Regions from separate parts of the Oryctolagus cuniculus genome. Here region 2 is linked to region 1. Evidence: chromatin contacts called from public Hi-C data. All regions are on one chromosome and are shown on one strand. The core of a region is the stretch at or near the end of the contact, and the rest is flanking DNA. Distances in the headings are between cores, read along the strand shown. Region 1 overlaps CCDC6 (coiled-coil domain containing 6). Region 2 holds the start of CCDC6 (coiled-coil domain containing 6).

What was found. A called contact is a pair of places that touch in the nucleus more often than the background predicts.
Region 2: a Hi-C map of an unstated tissue shows a contact between it and region 1, with 2.5 times the contacts expected there. The contact joins the promoter of CCDC6 here to the enhancer-like site in region 1. A contact is called at or near these places in 3 of 6 Hi-C or Micro-C datasets (ear pinna, psoas muscle and an unstated tissue).

What each region holds. Positions count from the first base shown.
Region 1 is chr15:52,247,179-52,250,191 of mOryCun1.1, reverse strand. All of the region lies in intron 1 of CCDC6 (coiled-coil domain containing 6), which reads left to right. Among named protein-coding and RNA genes, the nearest start is that of CCDC6, 39 kb to the left of the region's middle. Within about 2 kb of position 1,386, at least 1 of the 8 cell types and tissues checked has an H3K27ac peak or open chromatin away from gene starts, as enhancers often do. A contact at or near this core is called in ear pinna, where this site is marked.
Region 2 is chr15:52,285,679-52,288,691 of mOryCun1.1, reverse strand. It overlaps CCDC6 (coiled-coil domain containing 6), which reads left to right and starts at 1,392. Exons shown (of 12, transcript XM_002718475.5): 1 at 1,392-2,751. The coding sequence starts at 2,437.

The sequences.
Region 1 (3,013 bases), core at 137-2,636:
GTACAGGGCAGTGTTCTGGTATTGACGCCATCTGTGAAGGGACTTGGTGATGGACTGAGTGAACATAGGGACAGAGAGGGACAGAAGAACCAAAGCTCACTCCCAGATGTTTGCCTTGAGCAACTGGGTGCCTGCGTGCTTTGGCAAGATGGGACGGAATCAGAACCTGTATTTGCCACTGATTGTATCTCCAGTATTGTTACGATCTGCAGTTGGAAGTGGTAAGTAGACAGTTGGTTAAGAGCCCACAGGGAGGGGGAGCCTTTTCTGGCTAAGTGGCCTCAGTGACCCTCCTTGTCAAGTTCACTTAGCTGAAATCACGAGGACGTGACAGGTGTGAAGTATGCGCTTTCTGGTGGCTCCCCTTGGCTTTTGAAAGATAGACTATGGGGCCGGCGCTGTGGTACAGTGGGTAAAGCCACCACCTGCAGTGCCGGCATCCCATGTGGGTGCCGGTTCGAGTCCTGGCTGCTCCTCTTCTGATCCAGCTCTCTGCTGTGGCCTGGGAAAGCAGAGGAGGATGGCCCAAGTCCTTGGGCCCCTGCACCCACATGGGAGACCCAGAAGAAGCTCCTGGCTTCAGATTGGCATAGCTCCAGCCATTGCAGCCAGTTGGGGAGTGAACCCACAGATGGAAGACCTCTCTTTCTCTCTCTCTCTTTCTCCCCCCACCCCACCCCACCTCTCCTCCTTTCTCTGTGTAACTCTGACTTTCAAGTAAATAAATCTTTTTAAAAAAAAAAAAGAAAGAAAGAAAAACTAGAAGGTATCCTTTAGAGTTGTAGGGTGTGTCGGGATCTCTGGGACCACTCTGAGGTTCGAAGATAGTCTAGGAGGACTCACAAGGCTCAGTATGTAGTCATATTCGTGGCTAGGCTTTATTGCTGCAGAGGACTGGAACCGAATCAGGAAAGAGACCATGCATGGGATGAAGTCCAGAGACAACCAAGCACAAGACTCCTGAGAGCCCAGTCCAGGAGAGTCACAGGATGTGCCTCGTTCCTCCAGCATTGACTTGCGAGCCATGTGTTGCCTACCAGGGAAGCTCGTTAAAGGCTCAGAGCCCAGGGTTTTTTATGAGGGCTGATCATGTGAGCCGTCTCCGTTTGGCGAGTCCTGAAATTCCACGCTCTCAAAGGAAAGCGGGTGTTCCCCATCGGGCACAGTGAAGCTGCTTGTGTCAGGGTGCAGGAATGCTCCTTACGTCTGCGTTCCCAGCCGCCAGCCAGGGGCCAACCTTGTCAGCAGGCCTCTGAAAGGATAAGAGTTAGGCCTGTTCCTGGTAGCTCTTCTCTGCACCCAGGGAGTGTGCCTCTTCCTACCCTGCAGTTTCTCTGTAGATGTGAATCCACGTCCCCCTGGCTCGCTTGAGCAGACCTGCCCCTGTGGCTTCTTTGACAGACCTGCCTGGATTCAGTATCCACACGAGGAGGGAGAAGATGTGCAGGAAGCGAGTATGCTATCAGGAAACATGCATTCTCCCGCTGGAAGGTAGTGGTAGCCAGAGCACACAGTGGCTCTTGCCCCTTCTTAAATTACCCGTCAGTCACCCAACATTCAGTTACCTTTAGTGTGGGAAAGGAAATTATCAGGTATCTCCTTTGCTATAGGCGAGCTGCCTTGTGATGCTCTGGCATTGTGTGCCAGCACAGATAACGTTGGCTTTAGTTGCAAGGGTGGCAGCTTTGGGCTTCTGAAGTGTGATGCTGCAACTCCTGGAGATGAGCAGATGGCATTGGTCCTGAACCGGTGAGGTTAGGCCATAAAAGGACTAGGTAGGAGACTTGGAGCCAGCCCAGGCTTCCAGTTTGGATCGTCACCTTCATACTTAGTATTTTAGATCCCTGGGCAAGGACCTCGAACTGTCTGAGCACATCTCCCTCCACCTGAGGTAGGCCTGAGATGCGTAGCATTGGTATGCACGCTGAATGAGAGGAGTATGGATGAGCCGGCTGTATGCAGTTTCTGTGTTTGTGTACGTTTCTGCTCCTCACTGTTCAGCAGGTGCGTGAGTGCTTAGGTGCCAGACTTAGGCTGCCTCCTGTATTTCTTCTGTTCCTCTAGTGGGTCCAATACTCAGCATTTTCGTCTGAGCAACTTAATCCCCTTTAAAATCTATTCTTCAGGCTATTTATGCAGCCAGTTGCTAAATGTATGGATGAATGATGGTGCTTTTCCTTAATTACCAGGAGATCATGTACCCCTTCAGGGCAGGGACAGTGTCTGGGGCATTCACTGCCGAATCCACATGGCACTTACAATGCAGGAGACACTTTGCACTATTGAATTAAATTCCACAGATCTGATGGCTGTAGCCTTCTTCCTCTTCTTGCAGCTGTCTGGCTAGGAACTTCCCATGAGGGAAAGCTGAAGGGGAGTGCTTTCTGTCAGGCGTGGGGACGTGGGCAGGTTTCCTGCCCTAGCGAAGCTTTGGGTTGGCCCACAGTGGTGTGTGGCCAGTGCTCAGTTTGGAATGAAATTCAGTGTGCAAGCAAACCTACAGTCAGGCAACCTCCAGGGTGAGCTTGATGGCCAGGGCTTTATTCTTTGCTTGAAGGTTTTGCTTGTTTTTCTTTCCTTTAACATTTTGCTGTCTTTGGGAATACATCTTGCCGGGGTGGGGGGGTGGAGGAATGGGCAGGGCCATGCATTCCTGTCTTTTTGGCCTGTAACTGGCCTTACTGCCCGGTCCAGAGGTCACTTTATCTCAGAGCTCCCCCTGTTGATTGGTTGTTAGAGGCGATGCTTAACAAGTTAAGCCCAAGTGGCAACAACCAAGAAGCAGCTTGCATTTTTCCCAGCCTGGAGCCCTACAGCACTGTCCTGTCGGTCCCTGTGCTCCTGGCCTCAGCCACTGCGCTGGGGACAGTGTTGGGGATGGGTAGAAGTGTAGAGGGTGTGGCATTAGTGGCTGTCTTGTTAAACACGCACGACTGCTAGTTGTAACAACACGTATTCTAGGGGCAGTGAATAACTTCTCCCAGTGGCTTCTGGGCGAAGCTCCACTTTGGAG
Region 2 (3,013 bases), core at 143-2,642, 38 kb before region 1:
ACGCTTCTGCTTTGCAATAACAATAAAAACCACAGTGGAAAAAATATTCTCCAATTTATTCCCATCTGTATCAGCAGGAAGCTTTAGAAGATGACTTTCCCCCTAAAGTCTTCTAAACACGATTACTGCGTGCAAGTACCATGTCAAAATGCAGATTTCCTCCAAATCCTATTGAACACCAATACAGTCTTAAGCTTACCATGACGTGGGCCCTTTAAGAAAGCCAGGCGCTTCAAACTCCGCCCCTCTGCTGACTTGAAGCAGGCAAGCTGCTTTTCCAAAGCAGTTGGTTTAGTGATAAAGCTCAGAGAGAGCTAATTTGCCCCCTGCTCTGCCTGGAAGGAATGTTCCTGTTGCAATAAGCTCTAAAAGTGGAAGACTTAAGATAGGATGGAACAATAGTAACTTGTGAAGTATGGAAGCCAGACCCACTCTTAAGAGTCTATCACAGGGCTGAATAAACTGGAAAGAATGCTGTTAAATCGGCTTCCCCTGTGCTACTACTCCCTGCTAACTTTACTCTCCCTTTCTTACCCAGCAAGTGAGTTTTCCAGACACCCTTTCTGACTTAGCCAGCTGCTTGTCTTAGGTAGCAGCCCCTGAAAAGGCAAACTCAGGGTGGACAGACAAGTTTCAGTGGAAATTACACTGGATCCCCCCGTAACAATTTCTTACTTGCTGTTTTGGAAGAGCAGAACCAGGCACTTTGTTTCCCCTTCAATCACCAGCAGCGACTGAGTTCGGAAGTCCTCAGCCTCAAACCAAAGCATACCTAGGAGGACTCTGGGACTTAAAAGCAGTTGACTTTTCAGAGTTGTTTGCTAGGAGCAGCCATCTTGGTAAAAGATGATGTCATTTGGAACACTTGGCAGGTTAGTTTACTCCGAGGTACCAGTTTCCATTAGCTATTGAATAACCGTTTAACCATTAGATTGAATTTAGGTTGAGAGAGAGAGAGAGAGAGAGAGAGAGAGAGGAAATAAAGAAAATCATTAAAGTCATCTCTTTATTCTTACTAACACTTCATAAGTCTTTCCAAAAGTTCAAAGCAGTAAGAAAAATTTTGCACTTAAAAATGTGTTTTTTTTTCCTTTTCTGTTTCCATGTGTTTGTTCTTCCTTTGACTAAGCTTGGATAATAAAATTAGTCTGGTCAGTTTCACTTTCTAATTTTTGTACATAAGTGAAAGCTGTTTTGTGTCAACAGGGTAAAGTGTGTAGAATCATCTCACCTGCTGGACCAATTTTCTGCGAGCCTTTCTTTGGGAGGGGGGAGGAGAAATAAAAATATCTGACTTTTGGATTTTTTTTAATGCCTCAAAGCTAGAACCCTGAATTAGATCACATGAGAGTAATTAGCTTGCTTGATTTCTACCTAAGGTTTGATTTTGTTGTACCTGTGTATTATAATGTTATGTCTGCAGTTACTTTGGAAAATTGGCACTTAAAGAGATGTGTTTCAATCCTTCCACACAATGTTTCTCTTTTATTTTTTGGACTGGACTACTGTTAGTGTCTTAAGCCCATTGTGTGACGTGCTGGAACTGTCTGCAAGATGCAAAGCGAAAAAAAAAAAAAGACTTGCACCTTGCTTAAACAATTGAGCACAGTGTGGTGGGTGAGATTATTAGCGGGCGGTGCGCGTCTCCTGCAAATTCCTTCTTAACAAGGTTAACCTGTAGCTGCTGTTGTTCCACTGCGTTCAGCCTCCTCGCCGAACTTTCTGTGCCCGCAGCTCTATCCAAAGCCGAGCACTTCATTCAGGAAGATCAAACTGCGCGTTTGCGCGAAACAGACAGGGGGAGGCAAGCGCACAGGCAGCCGGCGGAAGATGGGGCCACCGCACGGCCGGGGCTGGATGCCGGAGCCGGGCTGACCTTTCCACGTGTCCCCAGCACCTGCGAGGCGGCCGGCGCATTGGTTTCCATTTTCCCCGGAGCAGGCGCGAGCCCGGAAGAGGTTGGGCGGTCGTGGGCTTAGGTCAGGGGTCTCGGAGGCCCTCCCTCGGAACACGTGCGGCCCGCGAGCCGCCGGTGAAGGGGCCGGCCCGGCCTTCCCGCACCAGCTGGGCCCGCGTATCCCCCGGCCCGCTGGCGGTGGCCCGGCGGCAGCGGCGGCGGGCGGGTCCCTGAGCTCTCGGCACGCTGTGCAAGGGCGGCCTAAGCGAGCGCGACAGGCCCGGCTGGAGCGAGCCCCAGTGCAATACTGCCCGAGCCCGGGCGGGGTCTCTGTTCTCTGGCAGAGGAGGTCCCTTGGCAGCGGGAAGCTCCCTCTCTTTCTCTCGCCGCCGCTCCGAGTCTGCGCCCTGGTGCCAGGCGCCCAGCTCGGCGCTCCCCAGTGCTCGCCCGGCGCCCACTCATTCGCAGCCCAGCCTTCGCCGCCGCCGCCTCCCTGCTCCTCCTCCACCTCCTCCTCCTTTCCCCAGCCCGGCGCGGCCATGGCGGACAGCGCCAGCGAGAGCGACACGGACGGGGCGGGGGGCAACAGCAGCAGCTCGGCCGCCATGCAGTCGTCCTGCTCGTCGACCTCGGGCGGCGGCGGCGGTGGCGGCGGCGGCGGCGGGGGAGGCGGTGGCGGTGGGAAGTCGGGGGGCATTGTCATCTCGCCGTTCCGCCTGGAGGAGCTCACCAACCGCCTGGCCTCGCTGCAGCAGGAGAACAAGGTGCTGAAGATTGAGCTGGAGACCTACAAACTAAAGTGCAAGGCGCTGCAGGAGGAGAACCGCGACTTGCGCAAAGCCAGCGTGACCATCGTGAGTGCCCCCCGGGGGTGCGCCGCAGCGCCGACCTCCGCCCGCCCCCGGACCCGGGCGACCCCCGGCGACCCGCGGCGAGCACATTCCCTGCGGAGACCTGCTGGCCTGGGGGGTGGGGGCGGGGGAGGGAGGTGTCCCTTCGCGGCCACGCGGGTCTGACCCAGCCGGGGGCCCAGGACCCTCGCGGGGTGCGGGGGGCAGAGGGGAGCAGACTCCTGGGGCAGCCACTCAAGGCCGTCTTTCGGCTCTGGGGAGGAGG